Linked DNA regions of Ovis aries: region 2 is linked to region 1. A link is a contact called in public Hi-C data. All regions are on one chromosome and are shown on one strand. Each heading gives the region's core, a stretch centred on a gene start, on an enhancer-like site or on the middle of the called end of the contact. The rest is flanking DNA. Distances are from core to core; before and after follow the strand shown.

Region 1 (6,429 bases), core at 1,813-4,312:
AGCCCCCGACAGCGGGTTCTGCGCCTGCCCCCGTGCGGCAAAGCAGCTGGGAGGGGCGCCCTCCTGGCCCAGGAGCGCCCCGCGTGTGGGTGCAGTCAGTCCCCGTCGAGTGCCCCCCACGGGCCACCCTGCTCTGTCAGGCTCCTCGGGGGAAGGCTCAGTTCTGTCACTCGATGGGTCTCAGTGGGCCTGGGGTCCCGCCAGGCCGCGCACTGAGGCTGCCGTGGCTCCGAGGGGCTTGGGGAAGGGGCAGTGGGAGGGTGGAGCGCTGGCCCGCGGGGGCCCACCTGTGTGAGCTTCTCGGCGTTGCAGGAGCTGAGCCGGAGCATTCTGACGGAGATGGAAAACCAGCCAAGGCACTATCGGCCGCTGGTCTGTGAGAAGAGCAAGCCGGTGCCGCTGAAACTGTTCACCCCCCGGCTTGTCAAAGTGTGAGTCCCGAGGGCCCAGCACCTCAGCCCGGGGAGTCCGGGGGGTTCGGGGGGCCAGGGCCGCTGCCGGGGCGGCCTCCTGCATCGGGCTCTGCACCCTCAGCCTGGAGTTCGGCAGGAAGCAGGGCAGCACCAAGGAGGAGCAGGAGCGGCGCAGGCTGATCCACAAGCACAAGCGGGAGTTCAAAGGCGCCGTCAGGGAGATCCGCAAGGACAGCCAGTTCCTGGCCCGCACGCGGCTCTCGGAGATCAGGGAGCGGTAAGCAGGGCGGGCGCTCCTGCAACCCTGATGCAAGTGCCCCATGGCCGGGCCGGGGCGGAGGGCAGTCTGGGGGTTTGTCTCACTCACTTGTCCTCCACGTGTCCTGGACTGAGTCACCGGCCCCACGTGGATCTCACTTGCTGGTTCAGGTTCCCCAAAAAGTAATCAAAAGATGGGTTTGTTTTTTTTAAGGGATGCGGAAAGAAAACGAAAAGTGAAGCAACTTTTTGACAGCCTGGCCACACAGGAAGGCGAATGGAAGGCTCTGAAGAGGAAGAAGTTCAAAAAATAAATTATATTTTATAAAAAGACAAGGAGATACTGTATACTGAACACCAAGGGGCTGCTGGCTCTAATGCCAGAGTCTTCTCCTGTACTTGGTTCCTGTTAAAAAGCCTCTCCTGACGAATTGCACTTTTGGAGCTGGGTCCAGGCCTCCACGGGAGCAGCGTGCCGATAAACTGTGCATGACGCCTGGGCATGGTTTCCAGACAGTCCTGAGTTCCATCACAAGGCTTGGGGCCGGCGGGGTCCTGGCCAGCGTCTCTGGTCAATCAGGCACACGTGCCTCCATGTGTAATTTGCAGTGGTATTTATAATGTTACATGATTTTCAGTTATCAATGAAACAAGTTTGCACACAGTTTAGAAGTCAGAAAAAAAGTCACCTGTTTCCCTGGCACCCAGCAGCTGTGATTGGTGTCACCCTAATCCAGCCTTGGGTGGCTGACTGTTGGGGAAGGCGGAAGGGGTTGGGTTGCGTGGACCCAGGCGGCTCTGTAAGGACACAGGAGCTGCCTGCCCACACTTGTGGCCCTGGGGCTGCAGCCTTGCACAGAACACTGGCTCCCCATGTGGCCCCAGGGCATGTGGTGGAGGCCTTGGAGCTATAGATGGCCCTAGAATTCACATCAGGGAGCCCGTCCCTGGGGTCGCGAGCCACAGAAGTGACCAGGGGAGGTCTGAGGATCGATCAGCCAGACTGGGCACATGCAAGATGAGAAAGAGGGTGACCAATTCAGACCTCCCCAGCGGAGCGGAGGCTGGTGGGAGTCAAGAGTGATTTGGGCATTAGTAGGCAGTGTTGGGGCCAGAGCACCCCCTGAGAGCAGGCGGAGGGGAGTGGGGATGGCCTCCGCGGATAAGCGTTCGTCCTCTCCGCTGTCCCCCTAGGACTGTTCCCGTAGGTGTCCGCCAGGTGGGTGGCTCCACAGATCTCAGGCCCTGGTGGGTGTCCGAGCCACAAATGGGGTGGGCTTCTCCTTGCTGGGTAGCCCGGCCTGCTGTGCAGCCTCAAGGTTCCACCTCATGTAAACTTGTAGGGCAGCCGCTGCTATTTCACCCGGCGCTGGGCGCCGAGGTATTGCTGCCGAGTTCTGTTGGGAGGGGAATCGGCCCCAGCTCCGGGCCCCGTGTCACCCTGCATCGCCACCTCGGCCCGGCCCAGGCTTCTGCACCCCGTTGCAGGCCTTGTCCTGGAAAAGGTTAGTACTAGGCGGCATGTCCGTCTCAGCCCTGCCTCCTCCAGGACAAGGGGGCCTATAGAGGGTCTGGGAAGAAGGTGGTGGTGATGGCAGCTGTCACCGTCTGGCCAGGCGCCAGACAGGGCTGCTCTGAGAGCCCCCAGCCATCTCAGCTCCGCCGTCACGCCTGAGCCGTGCCTGCTCTTCGGGGAGAGCGGACTGGTACTCAAGGGAAACAGCTGTACGACGGGAAAAGGGACCGCCGTGAAGCTTATTTGAAGTTCGTGTCGTCTACAGAGGAGTGCATTAGTGTCGAGCAGTCAGGAGGGGGTGGCCTGTCCTGGTCGGCTCGACCACAGACGCCTGCATTTCAAGAGTCGGACGGGAAGCGGGAGGTGCAGGCAGGCCCTCCGGCTGCTAGGGGAGCCCAAGCCAGGCCCCCAGGCGCCATGCGGGCAGCTGCCCCTCCCCGGCGACCCCGGGCAGGCGGGACGCCGGACAGTCCCGCCTCCACGCCCCACCGTCCCCGCTGCGGCCCGAGTGCGGGCGAGCCCGCGTCCCCGCGCCGACTCCGCGGCTGTATTTCGGACGCAGGCCTCTGGCCGGGGCGGACGGCGCGAGGAGCGTCCGGCCAGGATGGACCCCGCCCTCCGGACGGGGCACCCAAAGCCTAGGGTCCTCAGCGGGCGGGTCGTCCCTCGGGCGCAGAATCTGGGGGCAAATGGGGCTGCACCTGTCAGGCGCCCCCGATCGGACCCGTTCCTGCCAGGAAGCCGGCCCGGAACCGAGCTGGTGAGGCCCGGCACAGTGCCCGGAAGAGCGGTCGCGGCGGCCCGCCCACTTCCGGATTATGAAACCACGCCCACTTCCGAGCGGGGACCCACGCTGGCTTCCGGGTGGGCGGGGCGGGGTCTGCGCACCCGCCCCTGCCGGCGGTCCTCTGCGCGTGCGTCTGTCCGTCCGTCCGTCCGTCCATCCGTCAGTCCATCCATCCCCTGGTCTGTACTGCGCGCGGCGGGGGCGGGGCCGGGCGGGGCGGGCGGGGGTCGTTCTCCGGCTCGCCAAGCTGCCCCTTGCTCCCGCCTGGGCCTGGGTTTCCCCGACCGCTCCGCCCGGGACCGTGGGTGCGGGGGCCGGGAGGTGCCGGGGCCACGATGCCCCGCCCGGCCCCCGCCTGGTCGGCCTCCCAGGCTGGCCGTTTCTTTGCGTAACTCCCCCACAGCTTGCGTTTCCTGCTGCCCAGGGTCGGGGGCAGGGCGCACAGAGCGACAGCCGGTAACGGGGCAGACAGATCCTTCAGGGGTGCTCTGGCAGTGAGGGTTGGGGACACTTCGCGGGCGAAGGTGGGTGGGCGTCGGGGCCGGGTAACCGGACGTGCCTTCGTGCACCGTGCTCTTGTGCAGACCCGTCACACGCTCGGCCGGGCCTGCTCGGAGCCGCTCCCATCATGGGCTGTGGAGCCGGCGGGAGCTGCACGCCGCGCCCGCCCATCCGCCAGCAGCCGGCACCAGAAACCCGCGTGGTCGCTGTGGTCTTCCTTGGCCTCCTGCTGGACCTCCTGGCCTTCACCCTGCTGCTACCCCTGCTGCCTGGGCTGCTGGAGAGCCACGGCCGTGCCCACGTGAGCCCCTCCCCTCCAGCCCCACTGCCCCTGCGCCCCGCCGTGGCTGCTCCTGGCTCCCAGCCCCTCAGAGGCGCCCCAGTCTGCCACGCCTTCTTGTCCCCCAGGACCCGCTCTACGGCTCCTGGCAGCGCGGGGTGGACTGGTTTGCAGCAGCCATAGGGATGCCAGCGGAGAAGAGATACAACAGCGTCCTGTTCGGAGGTGCGGTCCCGAGCTGGGCCGAGGCCTCCCCACGCCTTGGTTCTCACCTTCTCGCTCTGGGGCATGGTCCGCCCCCTCTCCCCGTGGAGCGTCCACTTCTCTTGGGGCTCCCCGGGCCGAGTGGTGACCGTGAGCTCTGTCTCTTCCAGGTCTGATCGGCTCCGTTTTCTCGCTCCTGCAGTTCCTCTCAGCACCACTCACAGGGGCCGTGTCTGACTGCCTGGGGAGGCGCCCGGGGATGCTGCTGTCCCTGGTACGGGTGTCCGCCTGGCAGCCCTCTGGGAGGCAGCTGTGGGCTCTCCGTGGCCCCTCAGTGGCCCTCAGTGCTCCCTGGGGGAGGTGTTTGGGGGGAGCAGGGCTTCTGGAGCTAAGCCAGGGTGTGGCAGAGCTGCTCCTGCCAAGGGGTCACTGGGCATAGAAGTGGCCTTTGGCGGCTCCAGAACAGGGCAGGGCCCCAGGAGTACTGCTCCAGCCTGCCAGCCCCACTGTGGGCCCCTCCTGGCCCCAAGTGACGGCCCCTGCCCTTGGCCCCTGCCCTGGGGCAGGCAGGTGTGGCCACCTCCTACGCCGCGTGGGCCGCCTCGAAGAGCTTTGCGGCCTTCCTGGCCTCCAGGGTGATAGGCGGCATCAGCAAGGGGAACGTTAGCCTCTGCACCGCCATCGTTGCCGACCTGGGCTCACCATCTGCCCGCAGCAAGGGCATGGTGAGTGGCCCTGGGGCTTTGGGGTGGGGGTCTCTGGGGCTTGGGTCTCCCTGCTCGCTCAAGCACCCTCTTTTCCCCAGGCAGTCATCGGGGTGGCCTTTTCTCTGGGTTTCACTCTGGGCCCCACCCTGGGAGCCTTCCTGCCCTCGGAGACGGTGCCTTGCCTGGCCCTGCTCTTTGCCATCTCTGACTTGCTGTTCATCTGGTGCTTCTTGCCAGAGACGCTGCCCCCACAGAAGCGGGTAAGGTGGGAGCCAGACAGCGCCCAGGCTGGGGCAGGTGGGGACGCCCATCAAGTGTCCCAGCTCCAGGTGCTGGGAAGGCCGGGCTACCCCCTTCTGGTGTCCAGATGCTCTTGAGAGCGCAGCGCCTCCTGGGACCCCATGGTTCCCAGACCCCCCGGCCTCGCTGGGGCTCTGCAAGATGCAGGGGCCGAGCGGGTTCGTCAAGCCCACCCCCAGGCCCCCTAGTGGACCCTCAGTGCTGACCCCCGCAGGCGCCGTCCGTCTCCCTGGGGTTCCGGGCGGCCGTGGACCTGCTCAGCCCTCTGGCCCTGCTCCGCTTCTCGGCTGTGGCACGGGGCCCAGACCCGCCCACTGGAGTCAGTAAGGAGCGGGCATTGGCGGGTGGGGCTGGGGGTCCCTCAGGCTACCTTGGGGGCTGCATGCGGGTCAGGGCCACAGCCCCTCCTCGCTGCCCCCCAGGGCTTGGCAGCCTGCGCGGCCTGGGCCTGGTCTACTTCCTCTACCTGTTCCTGTTCTCGGGCCTGGAGTTCACGCTCAGCTTCCTGGTGCACCAGCGCTTCCAGTTCAGCAGGTGGGACGCCTCGAACCCCGGCGGATCCCCACCTCGGCACACGCGTCCCCCGGGCCCAGTCCAGGGTCCTGGGGCGGACTGCGCGGCGCCCCGAGGACAGGGACCGAGGTCACCCAGGCTGCCTGGCCATGTGAGGGCAGCACCGGCAGGGCAGGGGTGCTGACAGCTCGCCCCTCGCAGGGTAGAACAGGGGAAGATGTTTTTCTTCATCGGTCTCACCATGGCCACCATCCAGGGAGCCTATGCCCGGCGGATCCGCCCTGGCAGGGAGATCGCGGCTGTGAAGCGGGTATGGAGTTCCCCGGGGCTGGGGGCAGGCGGTGCCCGCGCTCTGCGGAGGCAGTGGGGGCTCTCAGACCGGCTGTGCCGCCCACAGGCCATCCTGCTGCTCATCCCCGCCTCCCTCTTCGTCGGCTGGGGACACACGCTGCCCATCCTGGGCCTGGGGCTGCTCCTCTACTCCTGGGGTGAGTGGGCCTGCGGGCCGGAGCGGAGCCAGCGGCTGAGGGCGGGGCCTCCGGGTGTGAGGGCCGGGCGGGGGCGGGGCCTGTGAGTGGCGAGGGCGGGGCCTGCGGGGGCGGGGCGAGGCGGGCCGGGCCGGGCCCCCCTCCCATCTCCGTCGGCCTCTCCTCCGGGCTGACCGGTGTCTTCCCCGGTGTCTCCCCAGCCGCAGCCGTCGTGGTCCCCTGCCTGTCCTCCGTGGTCGCCGGCTACGGTGAGAGGCCCTGCCCTGGGCCGAGGCCAGCCCCTGGGAGGCGGTCTGAGGGCCCCTGACGGCTGTCCCCTCTCGCCCACAGGCTCGCCCCGGCAGAAGGGCACGGTCATGGGCACGCTGCGGAGCCTGGGCGCCCTGGCCAGGGCCGTGGGGCCCGTGGTGGCCGCCTCAGGTGAGGCTGCGGTACGGCCCTCGGGGCATGCTGGAGGCCCGG
Region 2 (6,429 bases), core at 1,759-4,258, 140 kb after region 1:
ACTGTGGCTAGCCCACAGGGGCCGAGGATCAGTGAGGCCTGGGGCCAGGGGTGAGAGAAGCGCCAGGTCTCAGCGTGGTTCCTGACGTGGGGGGATGGGCAGGGGTCAACCTATAGGTGGCCCCAGAGCCAGAAGCTCAGAATCTCTGCTGTCCAGGGAGAAGGGGGACGGTGGGGAGACTCAAGTCCCGTGGGGCCCCCTCCCCACATCTGAGCACTTCACTCCCATGGCGCCTGGAGTTGGCAGGCAGCTCAGGAGCCCGGCCCCCGAGCCCTAGTCCATCCGTGTGGCCCAGAGCTGGGGCCTTCTAGCACCCAAGTCAGGAAGTGTCATTCACAAAGGAGGCGCAGGTCTCCTGGCCGCGCCAGGAGGCAGCCCCATTTCCCCTGGCATCGTCCTGCCTGCCCTCTGAGGCAGGCCCAGCGTGGGGAGCAGGGTGGCCAGGCAGAGCGGCACTGCTGGGCCTGCCTGTCTGAAGCTAGAGTCCAGAACACTCCCCACCCCTCAGCCCCCGCCTCTGTGGCTTAGGCGGCCCACGTGTGAGACTGTCACCACCCTTGGACGACTGGTCAGGGCCACTGGAGAGTCAGAGGCCTTCTGACAACAGGCCACCTGCCTGTGGGTAGGATTTCAGAGTGTTGACCACCCCTCTACCTGCCCCCTGGGCCCCTCTGCACGGTCATCCACCCCCTCATCCATACTCTCACCACATCCGACACACACCAGCCGCTCCGGTCAAACTGGTCTGCCACCCCCAGCACTACCAGCCTCTGGCTCGGTCTGTTCCTACCTTCACGGCTGCCCTCGTGGCTCAGACAGTCATCCTTCTGACGGCAAATACTTCCTTCACCGGCCACCTGCCACTCACCTCCCTTGGCCAGGCTGCCTGGCGCTGCCTAGAGAATCACGTATGTGCGTGCCCAGGCCTTACTGAGGCCACCTAACGAGCCAGCCAATAAGGGGAGAGCAGGGCCTGCCAGTCATTGACCCTCGCAGTCTCCAGTAGAGCATCAAGGACGGGAACCAGGAGGACCCACATGGCTCCCTGATCCTGGCCACTCCTAAGAGACTTGGGCCTTTGCCACTAGACCCAAGCAGCAGGGACCTGGAGCCTGCCCTTTGCCCTCCGCCTCTCCAGGCCCCGCCCCTCCCAAGCAGCCACTGCCCGGCTATCCCTGCCCTCTAGCCCCGAGGGCTGCGGACAGCACCCTCACTGGCCCACAGTTGCTGGACACCAACCATGTGCCACCACCAGCCCCTGGACCTTCACAGCCACCTGTGCAGTAGAAAGCGGTTCACTACCTGCCTTTTGCAGACGAGGAAACCGAGGCTCAGCAGGTTGAAGCCTCCTGGCCAAGACCACACAGCTGGTAAAGAGTGGCAGCCGGATTGCCAGAAAGGACCCAGCCCCTCTGTGTGTCTCTCTGTGCCCCCCAGGCCTCCCACATGCAGGCCTGCAAGCTTGCGGGGTTCCATGTTGGGGGACGGACATTGGGGGCTGACTCAGCACCTCACTTTCTTCTGTCCACGTGAACAGAAAGGGCCAAGGGAGGTTTGGAGTCGCCTACCCGCCTACCTCTCCCAAGCTGGCCTCCTTGGTGGGCTCCTCCCTGACTCTGCAGGCCTGAGGGGCTCCCCAAAAAGGGCAGACCCTCTGTCAGTGCCCCTTTTTCCAGATGGCTAACAGGGGTCAGTACGGGCCATCTACTCCTCTGGCCAGGGTGCGCCCCAACACAGGGCACAGAGCCAACTAATAGAGTGGAACGGAGGGGAATTTGACAGAGCTCTCATCCTGGAGCCCCCATGCTGGCCCCCGGCCCGCCTGCAGTGCTGGACACGGTGGGATGAGAGCCAGGAGGTAACGGATCCCAGCCCCCTCCTCGAGTCTCAGGAGCCTGGGCCACTCATTCACTGCAGGGCTAAACATAATTCTAGAAACCTACCCTGTCTCCAGGACTTGCCCTGCCCCCTTGGCTGTCAGACTGTCCTGAAAAACTTCTACACATTTTATCATCTTCATCACAGCAGATAACATTTCCTGAGCCCCCTTTTTGCTGGGGCCTGGTTCCAGCCTCATTAGCAAGATCACATGCCCCTTGTCCATACAGAGCTCTTGTCTGAGGCCAGGGCCCTTTAGGAGTGTCTCTTTACTCAGCATGGCCACCTGGCCAGCTGGCACAGACGTCACGGGTGTTGACAGATGGGCAAACTGAGGCAGAGAGAGAGGATGTGAGGCACTGGGGCTCCAACAGGATGGAAGGAGTGGGCTCCGGGCCTGCACGCTGCTGCAGGGCCCAGGCCGAGCAACACCTCCGGTGGGAGCCACTGCCAACACTTCACCAGGGGCAGGCGAGGCCCAGAGCAGCAGGAGAGAGCCGGGCTGCTGGGAGGGGCCTGGCCCACATGTGGAAGGAAGGCTGTCCTCAACCCCCCGCTCTCTGACACTCGCCGTTCCCCAGAATACAACTCGCAGACACCCCCAGAGCCACGGGGCTATCAGTCACTCACACTTCAGTGTGAGTCAGCTCCAGCGGGCAGCTTTTCTCCACTCTGCGCTGCGCGGGCCAAGGGAACGAAAAGTTCGTAAACTCGCCGCCCGTGGCTCCTGTAATAGGGACCTGCGGCCGTCCGCGAACCCCTGGGGTCTGAGGAAGCGGGGGCCCAGAGGAACGAGGGTGACGCGGAGCAGACGCGACGCCCCGGCCCCCGCTCCTAGGCCTCCAGAGTGCACCCTGCGCACCCCGAACTCGCGCGCTTCCTCGGGGAGCGTGGCGCCGGCCGCCGGGCCTGGCGCGCGCTGGAACTGACCGGCCCCCGCCCGCTCTCTGGCGAGAACCCCGGTCCCGGAGTCTCCAGCCAGCCCGGGAGACGCGATCGCGCCCCGCCCGCCTGCGCCCCGCCGCCGTGCCTTACCTGCCGAGGCTCTGCTCCCAGCCCGCGGGCCCTGCGTGCCTGCGGCGGCTCCCGGCTCGGCCGCCAGGAGCTCCCGCCCGCCGGGCAGGCAGCCACGAGCCGGGTCCGGCCAGGAACTCTGCCCGCCCCTTCTGTCTGGCCCCGCCCCGGGCCCCGCCCCGCCCCCTCAGGCTCCCCGCCCCGTCCCTGTCCTCTCGGCCCCGCCCCTTCTGTCTGGCCCCGCCCCGGCGCGTGCCCGCCCCTTCGACATGGCCCCGCCCATGACTCGTGCCCCTTTGGTCTGGCCCCGCCCCGTCCCTGTCCTCCAGGCCCCGCCCCTCTACCTGGTCCTACCCTCACCCAGCGCCACCTCCCCAGACTCCGGGCAGGTCTACGGCCCGCCTTCACTCCCCTCCCCGCGATCTCGGCCCCGCCTCCGCTGGCTCTCCGGGCCCACCCCACCGACTCCTTTTGCCGTCTGGAGGTCTCCGCGCGCAGCTAGCGCGGGTCTCGGGGTTCAAGGTTGGGTGCAGGGTTTGGGTCAGGACCTCAGAGCCCGGGAAACCCCCATCTTTCCCCACTTCTGGTCCCGAGGCGAGAAGGCTGTGGGGTTGGCTGCGGGTGTGGACGCCATCCCCACACCTCACACAACAGATGCGCAGTAAATGCACGTGTGTGTCCTGCCCAGGGGCCCCTCATGGCTCCACTGGGGACGGCGCTGCCCCCTCCCCCGAACCCACTGATCCTGATCCTGCAGGAGGAGGGGCAGGGCCCTGTCATGATCCCCTACCCCCCATCCCCCTCACCCACCAGGCAGAAAAGGGCTTGCTGGGAACCGAACCTCTGGAATCTTGCCCTTGTTCCAGAAGAGTCTCGAAGGGCACTTTTTAGCCACTTCCAAGCCGGGACACAGATCTTGTAGCGGGTCTGGACTCCCAGGATCCAGGGGTCTTGTTCCAGGATTGGGAGGCCCAGAAAACAGTAAATGTACTTCATGTTTTACCTCCTGGGGGGCTCCCAAGCAAGGCCCTTCCCCACAACCACCAGGGTACAGGAGACACAAACCCAGTTTCAGACTAAGTTTACCCTGTTTAAGGGGAGAGGGCCTAGGCGAAAGGGGGCTTGTCAGATCTTGTAGGGAAAGGGGTTTTCTGGGAGGAGATGACTTCCTGAGAGGAGCCCCAAGGGGCAGTATAGGGTGTAGAGAGAGAGTGAATGTGTTCTTAGGAGAAGGAGCAAGGCCAGCAGGCTTAGGGGGGCTAGAGCCTTCCCAGGCAGGGCAGGGGTTCATGGCTCAGACACAATGAGGTGGAGTGGGTGGGGTCCCTGGTCCCAGAGCTTAGGAAATTGTGGGCAGGGGAAGGACAGGGCCTGGCTAGGGGCTAAAGGGACTGGAGCGGAGAACAGAAGGCCAGCCTGCAGAGGCTGAACCCTGTCCACAGGGGAGGCCCGGGCCTGCCCCTCTGTGCTGCGCTGGGCACCAAGGGCCAGTGTCCAGCAAGGCAGCCATGGCAGGGGCTGGGCCAGATACTCCGAACCAGGCAGGGCGGGGGACAGCCAGGCACTGGATGTGGTCATGCTGAGGCTGAGGTCCCTAGGAGCCTGGAGGAGGCATACCCAGGCTGTGGGGGTGCGCAGAGCTGGCAGCTGGACAGAACGTGGGCCCTGTCAGTGTCCACTTGTTCCGGAGCAGCAAACGGGTCCCGGGCCCCAGGAAGACCGACCTTGGCTGCAGAGCACGCTCAGAGTCAGAGGAGATAACTGAGTGGAGGGAAGTGGGAAAGGCCGGAACCAAGGGGCTGTGCCCACTGGGGAAAGACCAGGACCGAGGGGGGCACTGGAGAAGGACATACCCCCAAGAGGAGCAGCTGGAGGCAGGGGGAGTGTCCAGTCAGCAGGGCCTCAGTTTCTTCTGTGAGACGAGGAGGGGCCCGTCTGCTGGAGAGGTGGCCAGGGAGTTCTGGTGGAAGATGGGAGCAAGCAGAGCTTCCCACACCCTAGCCCTTCAGGCCCCAGGGTTGACAGACACTCGCTCAGCCTGGCCCACCCTCAGGGCTGGACTCGGGCCCCAAAGACCCTGCTTGCCTGTCCGTCCTGGCCCACAGAGGCTGCCATGGAAGTGGCCGGGCTCACCGCTAGCACCCCACGTGGTCCCTCACTCCTGGAACAGGGCTTTCGGTGGAAGAGGCGGGGGAGTCCCTGACAGAGTGCTCACTGTGTCGAGGCTGGACGCACGTGCTCCCTGGTGCCTGGTCCAGCAGACCCTGCACGGGGAACCCTGGGTACCCGAGATGCTGCTGGGAACTCCGCAGCCTGTGGCCCATGGGAGGGAAGAGGGACACACGAGCAGACTCCACCGTGCCGCCGTGTCTCGGGGCGGTTGGCCGGGGAGGGGAACAGAGCCTGGGACAGTGGAGCGAAGCCGGACGTCAGTGGCTCCAGCCAGAGCCCGGTCACAGCGCAGGGCAGGTGGGGGCTGGCTTCAGATGCCAAGCTCCAGGGAGACAGGGCAGACCAGGACGAAGAGGCCTCACTGTCAGCGTCACTGCAGACAGCGTGGACGGACCAGGTGCCCCAGAGGGTTAGCACCCAATGATGCAAGTCCACTTCAAATGGGAATGCAAGCCCAGCTGCCTCTTGGAGAGAACCCGACAAGTCACATCGTCTGGTTCTTGCCCACCTCCCCAGCCCAGCCTCAGCCCCCGTGTGGGGAGGAGACCCTGGTTAGGACGTGGGGGCAGCTCGGTGCAGTCTGTCAAGTCAGGAACTGCAGACTACGGGGGGCAGAGGCAAGGAGAGCTAGGCACCCAGGGGTTCCCACTGGAGCTAGCAGGTCTGGTGTGGGTGAGGAGGAGGGTCTCATCTCTGGGGGAGGGCGTGCAGGCAGGTGAGCAGAGGTGAGGCAAGGACCCCTGGCTGAGGTGCGGAGGGTCTCTGCAGAGCAAGTCCAGCCTAAAGGCACACAGATGACCCTTGAACCAGATTCTCGGGACAATGGCCCAAGAGCTGGACCTGCCGCCTGCCACGCCCACCACTAGGGTACTGAGTTGCTGGGCAGTGCCAGAGCCCAGCACATTCAGAGGTGGCTGGGGGTGGGGAGACAGGACCCTGCTAAGACCCTGAGGGGAAGGGCACGGACCGTTGCCAGTCTAGGGCTCTTCGCCTTCCCAAAAGCCCTGGGTTGTACATAGCACCCGGTGAGCCCCGAGCAGGCCCAGAGTCACCGCTGGCCTCTGTGCCAACTGCACACCCAGGCTCAGGGCGCACGTCCCACCCACCGGCTCTCCCTGGTGCCTCTAAACATCACAGGCTTAACAGATCTGTAAGCACCTCATTTCCCAGCTTCTCCTTCTCAGTGACTGCTGAGCCATGCTGGCCAGCCGTCTATCTGGCAGTCCTGGCAGCTCTATCTGCAAAGTGCACCCTGAATCCTGCCCCTTGCCCTCCCCTCATCTTCCCGGCCCCTGCCTGGCAGTGTCTGTGGTCACACCAACAGCGTGTAACCCCATGTCCGCTCATGCCACCTCTCCATGCTGG

What was found. Hi-C and Micro-C count contacts between places; a contact is called where the count stands out from the background.
Region 2: a Hi-C map of tail adipose tissue shows a contact between it and region 1, with 2.4 times the contacts expected there. The contact joins the promoter of SH3BP2 here to the promoter of MFSD10 in region 1. A contact is called at or near these places in 4 of 16 Hi-C or Micro-C datasets (hypothalamus, muscle and tail adipose tissue).

What each region holds. Positions count from the first base shown.
Region 1 is chr6:116,526,753-116,533,181 of ARS-UI_Ramb_v3.0, forward strand. It overlaps MFSD10 (major facilitator superfamily domain containing 10), which reads left to right and starts at 3,063. Exons shown (of 13, transcript XM_027971295.2): 1 at 3,063-3,430; 2 at 3,559-3,776; 3 at 3,884-3,980; 4 at 4,130-4,233; 5 at 4,526-4,684; 6 at 4,765-4,926; 7 at 5,181-5,289; 8 at 5,389-5,500; 9 at 5,681-5,789; 10 at 5,877-5,967; 11 at 6,168-6,215; 12 at 6,298-6,387. The coding sequence starts at 3,603. It overlaps NOP14 (NOP14 nucleolar protein), which reads left to right. Exons shown (of 18, transcript XM_027971279.2): 16 at 313-431; 17 at 535-690; 18 at 886-1,335. The coding sequence ends at 985.
Region 2 is chr6:116,665,168-116,671,596 of ARS-UI_Ramb_v3.0, forward strand. SH3BP2 (SH3 domain binding protein 2) reads right to left here and starts at 3,009. Exons shown (of 13, transcript XM_042251713.1): 1 at 2,914-3,009.